3 separate regions of the Pan troglodytes genome follow, and all the other regions are linked to region 2. A link is a contact called in public Hi-C and capture Hi-C data. All regions are on one chromosome and are shown on one strand. The core of a region is the stretch at or near the end of the contact, and the rest is flanking DNA. Distances in the headings are between cores, read along the strand shown. Region 1 overlaps LOC134810525 (a long non-coding RNA gene). Region 2 overlaps LOC134810525 (a long non-coding RNA gene). Region 3 has its middle 31 kb from the start of NPVF.

Evidence for each region. Hi-C and Micro-C count contacts between places; a contact is called where the count stands out from the background. Capture Hi-C pulls out chosen DNA fragments and counts their contacts.
Region 1: a capture Hi-C map of stem cell-derived neural stem cells shows a contact between it and region 2, with 7 times the contacts expected there. The contact joins two enhancer-like sites. A contact is called at or near these places in 4 of 7 Hi-C or Micro-C datasets (blood, induced pluripotent stem cells and stem cell-derived neural progenitor cells) and 1 of 1 other capture datasets (stem cell-derived neural stem cells).
Region 3: a Hi-C map of stem cell-derived neural progenitor cells shows a contact between it and region 2, with 6 times the contacts expected there. The contact joins two enhancer-like sites. A contact is called at or near these places in 4 of 7 Hi-C or Micro-C datasets (blood, induced pluripotent stem cells and stem cell-derived neural progenitor cells) and 1 of 1 other capture datasets (stem cell-derived neural stem cells).

Annotation. Positions count from the first base shown.
Region 1 is chr6:31,370,664-31,373,961 of NHGRI_mPanTro3-v2.0_pri, reverse strand. All of the region lies in intron 3 of LOC134810525 (a long non-coding RNA gene), which reads left to right. Among named protein-coding and RNA genes, the nearest start is that of NPVF, 330 kb to the right of the region's middle. Within about 2 kb of position 1,586, at least 3 of the 24 cell types and tissues checked have an H3K27ac peak or open chromatin away from gene starts, as enhancers often do. A contact at or near this core is called in stem cell-derived neural stem cells, where this site is marked.
Region 2 is chr6:31,204,146-31,207,490 of NHGRI_mPanTro3-v2.0_pri, reverse strand. The region is part of intron 3 of LOC134810525 (a long non-coding RNA gene); the gene reads left to right. Among named protein-coding and RNA genes, the nearest start is that of NPVF, 160 kb to the right of the region's middle. Within about 2 kb of position 1,475, at least 2 of the 24 cell types and tissues checked have an H3K27ac peak or open chromatin away from gene starts, as enhancers often do. A contact at or near this core is called in stem cell-derived neural progenitor cells and stem cell-derived neural stem cells, where this site is marked.
Region 3 is chr6:31,072,419-31,075,725 of NHGRI_mPanTro3-v2.0_pri, reverse strand. No RefSeq gene overlaps it. Among named protein-coding and RNA genes, the nearest start is that of NPVF, 31 kb to the right of the region's middle. Within about 2 kb of position 1,330, at least 9 of the 24 cell types and tissues checked have an H3K27ac peak or open chromatin away from gene starts, as enhancers often do. A contact at or near this core is called in stem cell-derived neural progenitor cells, where this site is marked.

The DNA.
Region 1 (3,298 bases), core at 337-2,836, 170 kb before region 2:
ATTTGTCCTCAACTCAGCCAGTGCTGATGTCTCACTAGAGTTTTCAACTCTTAACAAAAATAACAAAGTGTATCTATTTTATGTAAGTCATATACTTTCTACTCTTCAATAGCTTCCATGGACATTAATCCCACTTGATTTTGCCAATGACAACTCCCCTCGACCACCAAAGAAAGGTAGCACACTGGAGTTAGAATTATCCCCACACTCCAGATAGGTAAACTGAGGCGTGGAAGATGATTCTAATTTCTGCCTCAAATTCTCTCATCTTCACTTCTACATTAATTCTTTACATTTTGCTTTTTAAATATTACCACAATGTTGATACAGGAACGGTATTCACAAAATTTTGTCCTGAACAAAATTTCACAGGGGCAGAGAGGCTTAAAAAAATGTAACTTCATTTAGAAAGGTTAATGGTTGGGGTTTACTTGAAATTATGTCCAAAGAAAGGATGCTGTGATCAATGGGAAATTGCATGTTTGTAGTTGTTCTGTTTTAATTATGGTGAATGAAAGTATATCTTGCTTAGAAAGTATGCTGAGATGCTATCTCTTTCTGTCTTCCTTCCAGAGGAAAGAAATCAAATCATGTTTATAGAATTTGTTTTCTTGTCTGTGGCCGATTGCTAAATCCTACCACAGGAGGGCGCAGGAAATGTTAGGCGCTTTTCATAAAATGGACACTAGGTGGCGCCGCTCTGCTAGTTTTCTTCATGTCTGCTTTTAATTTCGTTTTTTTATTCCTTTGTTTAGTAGTAATTGTAATGGTTAGCTTTAGCGATGTAAAATGTATTTCTATTTTCCTATGCTTTTCTTAATATGTCTGGGTCTGTCATTTTGCCTTTATAAAAGTATGCTAAGAGAGGTAGAACTAGTTATTTATGTTAATATGTTTTCTTTACAGTACATAAATTAGTTGTATTTTCTTTCACAGTATTTTTCAGGAATTCAAATATGAGTCCAGATTGAGTTTTCCTTTTTGGTCTGTCATTGTCTCTTATTCTTTACAGTTTTATTGAAAATTACATAGTAGTTTGATTTTAAAAGAGGAGACATAATTCTGAATCATATCAGAACAGCAAAAATCTAACATAGCTTGAAAGTGGAAAAGAAAAACAGGTAACAATAAAGGAGCTGGGAATGGATTCTCCTATTTAAATTTGCATAAGGAGGAGTTTCTCTCAGTCTTATTAATTATTTAGTGAATTAGTTGTGTGTCTGTGAATTATGCCCCTCTCTGGGGTTTGGATTCCTAATTATAAAAATGAGGCAGCTCCTCTAAACGTTCTCAAAGATCTCTTGGCAATCTGAAAAGCAGTGAAATTATGAGTATATTAACAAACTTATGCCCCCTGCCTGTTCCAAACACAATTCTTGAACATACATGCATAGACTATGACTTTTCAAAAAATTCTAGATAATTCTCAGTGGCACAAAATATGCAGTTATGAGCCCCAGCCAACTTTTCAATCCGTGTTACTCGACTGGCGTTCTTGTGAGAATGAAGTCTGAACACCGAGGAATAAGTTGCCTGCCCTGGCAGAATCGCACCCCTGGAGCAGAACTTGCTGGCTCTGCCCGGGGAGAGACTACGAATCCAACTCTGGCTCCGTCCCTGAGTAGCTGGGAGACACTGACTTGTCAATTAGCAACAGGCAGCGAGCTCCACAGCAGACCCCATGAGGAAGATGTGGAGAATAAAAAGGCCAGGCCCTGTACCTGAGAATCTATGAGGGGCACGAGTTGTCCTGTCTTGGGAGGTTAGTAATAGTGGGGAATAAGTGCCAAATGATATTGGATCTGTGTCCCTGACCTAACCCCTGCCCAAACCATTGCCCACAGCTGTGATCCTGAGAAGTGATGCTAAGCCACCACTGGGCACTGGCTGGGTCTGGGTGGAAATCATCGAATTAGGGCACAGAAGAGCAGATGAAGGCTGGAGAGGGATGCTCATACAATTGCTTAACATTCTTTGCCAACTGATAGCGAATGTTAGACATCATGATCAAAGGTGTTATGTTTTCTATCGAACAAAAGAAAGTGGCAAAGCTGTAAATACATCAGGTTCACATAGATGTTCACTAGCCTGGAAGCTAGAAATATGAAGTCTGCAAGGCAGTAAAAGTCCTCAAGACATGCCCTCCTGGATGAAGTCCACTGGAGCTGGTATTTAAATGCCCTTTTAAATGCCCGTGTTGGTGTCACAGGGCTCTTTCTAACCTCTTATAAAATAGACAGAAACAGTTGCACATTTTAGCGAATGGTATGTCGACTGATCACCAAGACTAAATGAGTTGCTGAAAACTGTGAAGCCTGTTAATGTTACAAAAACAGTGCACACTTGGAATAATTTTGTCCCTGCTGTCATATGGGCTGAACCTGGTAAAAATGTGCTGGGCCTTTCTGAGCCCCAGTGCACTTCCTGGTGATGTGGCCAGCACAGCCCCCGCTCTTCTGGGCTAGGGTTGTGCATGGGCTTTGGGGAAGCAGGAGATTGGAAGTGAGTAGTATAGAATCTGAGTTTGGAAGCTGAGGCACTGAAACGAGGGAAAGAGTGGGGGGTGCACCAGCAGCCACTGAGGTGCAAAAGCCCATGAACCAAATCTTTGGTTTTTTTTTTTTTTTTTTTTGAGATGGAGTTTCGCCCACTGCCCAGTGTTCAAACGATTCTCCTGCCTCAGCCTCCGGAGTAGCTGGGATTACAGGCACGCGCCACCACACCTGGCTGATTTTGTGTTTTTAGGAGAGATGGGGTTTCTTCTTGTTGGTCTGGCTGGTCTTGAACTCCCGACCTCAGGTGGTCTGCCTGCCTTGGCCTCCCAAAGTGATGGGATTACAGGCGTGAGCCACCGCGCCTGGCCCAAATCTTTGTAAATCAAGAACAGTTCATGTCGATTCAAGATGGTGGCAGCAGTGGCAGTGAACAAAGATGCAAGACTCCTTAGCAGAGAGCTGGCCTTCCTTCTTCCAGATTGATCTTAAACCAGTGATTCCCAAAGGGTGTTCCTGGGCACTCTAGCACTGAGGGATGTTAATGGATGAGGAGAATAAATGTTTTTTCAAATTCATTTGGGAAATGCTGGATTAAAAAAAGTCAACCACATTTATTTGCTTCTTGGAACCTTTAATATGCTACCACATATTACAACATTTTTAAAGGAATATTTATTGGGTAGGGTTTCCTAAACTTTTTGAGTTTGGAAACTTAAAAAAAAAAATCATTGAGTATCTCGTGACAAGTGTTCTGAGAAATGCCTCTTGGAAAATAATATCCTAATGCATCCTAATTTATTTTA
Region 2 (3,345 bases), core at 226-2,725:
ACCATGACACCAACTCTTAAACTCCTTATTTAATCGCTAACAGAAACATTATTTCAAAAGGGAATTAAGGTGGTGAAAATATATTTTAAAGTGGCATATTCTTAGGGGAGTCTCATTTTTTTCTTACTATTATCAACAACAACGACCCAAGGAAAGAAAAGTCAGGAGGTAATTTAAGCCACAACAAACAAAAACATTTTAAATTTCTCAGGGGCAAGCTGCACTGCATCTTGAAGGAAATTGGAAAGAATATCAAAGAGAATTTATTGTTTGATGACCACCCTTGGTTATTTAGTGAAAGCTGGGACAGAAAAACGTAACAGCAGTTAAGACATCTGATGTAAACTTGAAGGGAGGGCAACAGAGAGAGAGGGATTGAGATTTCGCTAACTTTATGCTTTGGGACCAGAGATACCTTCAGTAACAAGTAGTTATTTCATTGTTGCATTTTTAGATAGTCATATTAAACAATTATACTAGGTTATTATAATTCCTGTTAAAAGAGCAAAATATTAACCTAATTGTAAATTCCATTCAATACAGTTAAGATAAAAGCATCTACCGCACTTAACCATTCACAGTGGAGTTATTAATGATTACTTTTTCCTACTTACTGCTAACATCCATCAACTGGATATTAGAAAAGTAAATATTTTTCTGTCCACTAGAAAGTACTTTTCTAAAAGGAAAACAATCTAGAATATAAGGTGCTATTTTACTTCTAACCAAGTATCTACAAATATATATCTATTAGAAGCTTTTTCATTAATAAATGAGATCTCATTAAATAAATAAAGTTAGTCATGTGTATTTTTTGTTCAAGTCTCAATGTTCTAAGTTTCTGTTCTCCCTGAGAGGTAGGCCTCTTGAGAGATTATTCCAGAAAGGACATTGAAATAAATGGTTTTGATGTAGAATATTAGCAGTGGAAAAGTTTCACATACTCACTGGAAAAATAAAGGGAATATTTGAGGCTACCCAGTCACATTTAATGAAGGGGAGTCAGAGAAGGTGAGAGAGAGGGAGAGTATGCACACAGTCCTCCTGGACTGACTTTGGACTTCTCAGCTTAATTGATGAAACAAGTGGGGCAGGCATTTCTCTGTTCCTGCTCTAGGCAGCGATTTCAAAATAGCGCCCCAAGGCCACCCTCATTTCCACTGAAAGCCTGGCAGCTGTGGAACTTAAAATTTGCCTGATTTGAGGTTGGAGGTCTTCTGATTTGAACAAGATCCACTGCAGAACCCAAGAGTAGCGAGACACAGGGGCTGATGGCCCCGTGACATGTTAATGCATTGGGTTTTCTCCCACCGACCCACAACATGGGTAAATAAAGATAACCTTCACCAAGAAATGCACACTGCTTCTGTCCCAGGGCGACCCTGGGGAATTCTGGCAAAGGCAGCAAGTGGCCCGCTAGCATGAGCTGCCATCACAATGAACAGGAAGAGAGAGTCAGCCAGAGCCACTGGTGAGGAGTTCTGGGAACAGGAATACGGATAGCCGTTATCTGACCGCTAGGGCCTGGCTGGGAAAACCCTACCCAAAATCTCTTTGTTACCCGATTCAGAAGATTGCTTTTCTCAGCTTTGTTTCTCATTAAACATTTTGAAAGGGATTAGTCCAAGTTTTGCCTATTTAGTTGTTTTTGTTTTCTGGCTTAACGTACATCACATTACCCAATAAAAATCACACCGCATTAAACAGGCTGTGTTGAGCATGCTGCGGTGAGTGCGACTTTACTGGTGTTATTTTAACTGTCTGTTCTCTGAATTCCCTTGGAATTTATGCTGTTAACTCCCATGAATACGAACAGACCTCCCAAGGCTGTAGTTACACACTCTGTATACTTATTAGGAGGCAACTTCACTTCTAGATGCTACACAGAGGGCTGTATTTTCTCCCTGAACACTTGAGTTCCTGAGCACACTTGTTTGAAAATGTCTCATAAAATATATGGTTTAGCTGGACAGACTGAAAATTTTGTGTAATCAGAGAGAATGTTTAGAAAACATCGTTTGGGGAGGGAAATAATATTTTAATGCTACTTCCAAGAGAATAAATAATGTAATTCCCCTTCTCCAGGGTCACGGGATGCAGGCTTTAGCATTGCTAATAAAACAAAAGAGAGATGGTCCTCAGAGGGAGGGATACAAAAACATAAAATATTAACCATTTAGCCAGGAAATACGTGCAGGGACCAAAATCAGGTCCTTTCACTCATACAACAAATACTCAAATAACCACTTCAAAGTGTTTTCTAGGGAAAAGATAAGACTAATATCAAAGAGAAAAATCTCTTGAAGTTTGTGGCTGTATACCTAAAGAGAAAGCTTTCACTTTGTCAAGAAGTGACAAGAAAAGTTTTCATCTAATTGTTAGAAATCAGAACTTATTTTAAGCTTAGGCTTAGAGGGTTAGTTAGCATCCTTCCCGCTTTCATTTATAGGATGTTGGTATTGTTTCTTATGTTCCAGCATTATAATCTCATTCTACATGGAATTCTATTCAATATAAAAGAAAATTCACCCCCAGCTGTGATAGGTTTTTAATTTGTAATAATTTGTTCACAGCAGTTGTGAACAATGAGGTAAATATTGTTGAAAAACAGGAGTTTAATTTTTATAACTTCTTCATTTGTTCTGATTTGTGTTGTTTAATGAAATCTAGTATTGAAAAACCATGGATCCTGATAAAAATCGTAGGTTAGAAAATATATGCCTCTTAAGATTTCTTGAACTTTCTTCGAAACTCATAGAAAAATACTAGAAAACGGTGTGGAATCACTGATGAAGTAGTGCCACCATCTGGAAAATTTCAGAATGGTAGACATAAGTTTCTTTTTCTTACAGAGGTGAACTCTTTCTCAACCGCACATTTATTTTGGGAGAAAAAAAAGCAAACAAAAAACTTGTTCCATTTACCTAACTGTCCTAAGGATTTCAATGTAACACTTAACCCATTCCCTGTAGTATTGTCTCATCAGGGAAAGGAAAGATTCATTCCACATTGGTCTACATTGGAGATGATGTTTTTCCAGGTATCTGAAGAATGAATGAATCACCATTTATACAGAAGGATGTAACATGAAGGGAAGCTGAATTCTAACACTTTAAACTTGCAACTTAGACACATATGTGCTTAGTGCATGGGTGTTTGTGTCCAATGACATTAAAATTTCTCATCTGTAAAATGAGGATAATAATAGTATCTACTTTACAGGGTAACTGGAGGGTAAAATGAAATAGTGTCTGTAAGGTGCTTCGCACGGTGCCTGGCACATAGCAGTGATCAATAATGGGAGAGATTATTAAAACTGATAGGTATTTAATCTCTTTTTCAAAC
Region 3 (3,307 bases), core at 81-2,580, 130 kb after region 2:
AAGGTATTTCATAAAAAGTTATGTAAATCTTAAGTGGAGGTAATGCTCTTCTCCTTAAACTTAGGAATGAGGAAACGGTAGGCCCCAAGACCTTGCTACAAAACAGTAGCTTTGCTACTTCTTGTGCCACCAGATTAAACAGACAACTGGAATGACACCACTACCTCATATACTCACATAAACTAAGTTTTATTGTTAACCTGGACACACTGAAAATCATGAGACTGATGGAGCCAAACTTCCCACAATTGTCCAGTCAATTTGCTATCCTTCTATTTTTTAATTTTTTGGGGGGGAATAGGGAATAGCAAAATTGCCTTTTTCTCAGCACTTACTCAGTCTGTAGATAATAGAAAGTTCTTATTCCTTTTAAACTTGCAAATGAGATTCTTTATCTCAGAGGCCCAATCACCATTCTAAAGAGAATATTTTTATTTTCAAGAGATTCTGTTTTTAATTGGCTACTTAGAAAGTCTATCTTAGAAAACATACATACTTGCTGGAGTTAACTTGTTCTATATTGTTCAAAAAAGAAAAAATCTACCAAAAGGAAAACAAAATGGACATTGAAATGCTGTTTTCAGGGATAATAATACTTAACAACTTGGGGGGTTGGAGGAAATCGGTCCCCTTTAATATCTCAGTTGGCACTTCGCCCTGTTAGCCCTATGCTAGTCGCATTGTGCTCAGAGGCAATCAGACACTTGCAACGATTGCTTTTACAGCACCACAGAACTACCTGCAGTAGTTTGGTTGTTTTCAACCATTCTCCAAATAAAAATATCCCTTTAATGCAAAGGCTCAGAGTTTATGAGTTTTTTTTTTTTTTTTAAGAAACTAACGTAGACGTTCCCATGCATTTTTATCACCTTAGGCTAAAAATATAACAAGCAAAGACTGAGAAGGAGCTGGAAGAAATTAAGAAGAATGCTTTCCAACGTTTGGAAATTCCTTGAACGATGCACATATAATGTATATGCAATAACTCTTCAGTAAAGGAAAAGACATAAAGAAATGAGAGACTGCATAAAAGCCTGGGCAATTCTATATTTTAAATAATAAGGTGAAACGGCAAAATGTTTTGTTCTACGTGGTATCTGTTCAACTGTAATTCTATACTCCACATGATGTGAAAATCTAAGTTTGAGCAAAGTTGGCCTTCTTTTTTTCTTTAATCCACACTGACATTGTGCCCAGAGATGGGGCTCCAGCTGTTGAGGGACTAGAAGAACCTCAGGGAGTGAGTGATCGGCTCAATACCGAATCCTCCGTGTGCCGAGAGGATCACTTTGACCCGGAAGCCATTGCAAATTGTTGCTTTTTCTTGTAAGTAGAGTCTGCCCCCACGTGGTGAAAGTGAGAGGCTGCTTTTACACACCAGGACACCTTCCTCTCGCTTCTAGGGCAGCAATTTTTGTAGCGACTGGCGCCCTTTTACCACCATTCTATCTTTGAACTGCTCTTCTTTCTTCCCTCCCCTCTGTCCTACTTCCCCCTTTTCCTCTTCTCCTTCCTTTCGTCTTCTTTCTGTTTCATCCCCTCTACTTCTTCCTTCCCCTTCGCTTTCCTGAGCCCTCCACTGTGTTATTCAGTGGCCCAGACCCCGTGTCTGGGGGAGGATCTGGACTCTGATTTGAGGAATTCAGGAAAGACAATTTCAATAAATAATTAGAGAATAATCACTTTAAGGGATAACAACATGACATCGTAGATCCTGAACCAGAGATTGAGATACCTGGCTTTCACACGCTGTGGCTCTGTCCCAGAAATAGGATACGGATATGACATGTTTATATGCAAAGTAAGAAATCTAGGCGTAAGCATAGCTTCATAGAGAACCAGGAGGCAGAAAGACAAAATGGGTTCATCTGCCCTCTTTTTTAAAAAAGCAGTAAAGACACCTAATGCTGATCCCACCAGCTCCCGCTGAGCCACTCCAAATACATGCAATCTAAGCAATCGAAAACCAATGCTCATGTGGCAATACAGCCTCAAGATAAAGCTCCTTGTTTCCCTCGTGGTCCTATTACAGGCAGCCCGTCATCCCTAGGGCCATCCTGAGCAACCAGTCCACCCTGGACATCATTTTCATCATGTCACATCCCTACCCAGAAATCTTCAAAGGTATGTTGCCTTCAAAGTCCAAATACCTCGTGCATTATTCAGGATCTCTCTCTCTCTCTCTCTCTCGCAAACACACACACACACAAACACACACACACACACACACCATAGTCTCAACCTACTCAAGTTCTCTACTTCAACCACATTTCTCTCCTGGGCATCCCCTAATGTCCATCTTTTTCTTGCCTCTGTACTTTTACATTTGCTGATTCCCAGCCCAGAATAGTCTTACTGAAAGGCCACAGCCTTTTGTGGTGCTTCTGTCAGTCTGGAAGTCCTTTTTTTTTCAACGCTGAAACTGCATTAGTACACAAAGCAAGACATGTCACCCAGGGAGGTGGAAGTTGAGGGCGCTTTCATACCCATATGAAAGCCTCATATCAAGATATAATACATATATTTTAATACAACTGTAATTTACAGAGCTATTAATCTTCCAAGGCAGGAGGTGGGGTGAGGGTAGGGAGGGCAAAGTGTTCATAAACTACCAAGGAAGAGATCTAGTGGTTTATGCTATTGCCAGAATCCTGAGATGGAATTATGACCCTATAACTCAAAGTTAGCCAGCTCTTTCCATTCTCTAATGGATGCCTTGGAGACGTGGCTGCCTGCTCAATTTCCCTGTATACTCTGTAGCTTTCTCTCCCTTCCAAATGCACCGGGGAGCCTCCTAACCACCTCATGTGACAAGTTGTTTGAGCTATGTCTTTGTTTGGGAAATGTAGAAGGAAGACTCCCATACCCCTCTCAATCTAAAGATTCTGCATAGGATGGGGGCGGGAAGAGCTCTCTTCCATAGCAGCAGATAGAAATGCCATGAAGTGCCCACCCATGGCCTCCAAATCGGCACAAAATATCCGCAGGTAAGGGAAGAACTAAATACCACTCAAGTATTGCCCATCGTTTACCTTCTGTGTGCACAACTAGTATAGTATTACTCGTTGTAATCCATGAACCCTCTGCGTTGTAATCACCTGGCATGGTCCTTGGAAATGCTGGTTCCTAGGCTGCACCTCAGACCTATACAATCAGAATCCAGGGGGTAGAGCCTTGAAATATGGAGGTGTTATAAATAATTGAAGTCATTCGTATCCATTTGAGCATTTGAGCATCTCTTTTTCAGGTATTCACTGTGTTTTTCTTCATTGTGCTGAATGCAGTACTCCAGACAGGGCCTGCCTCA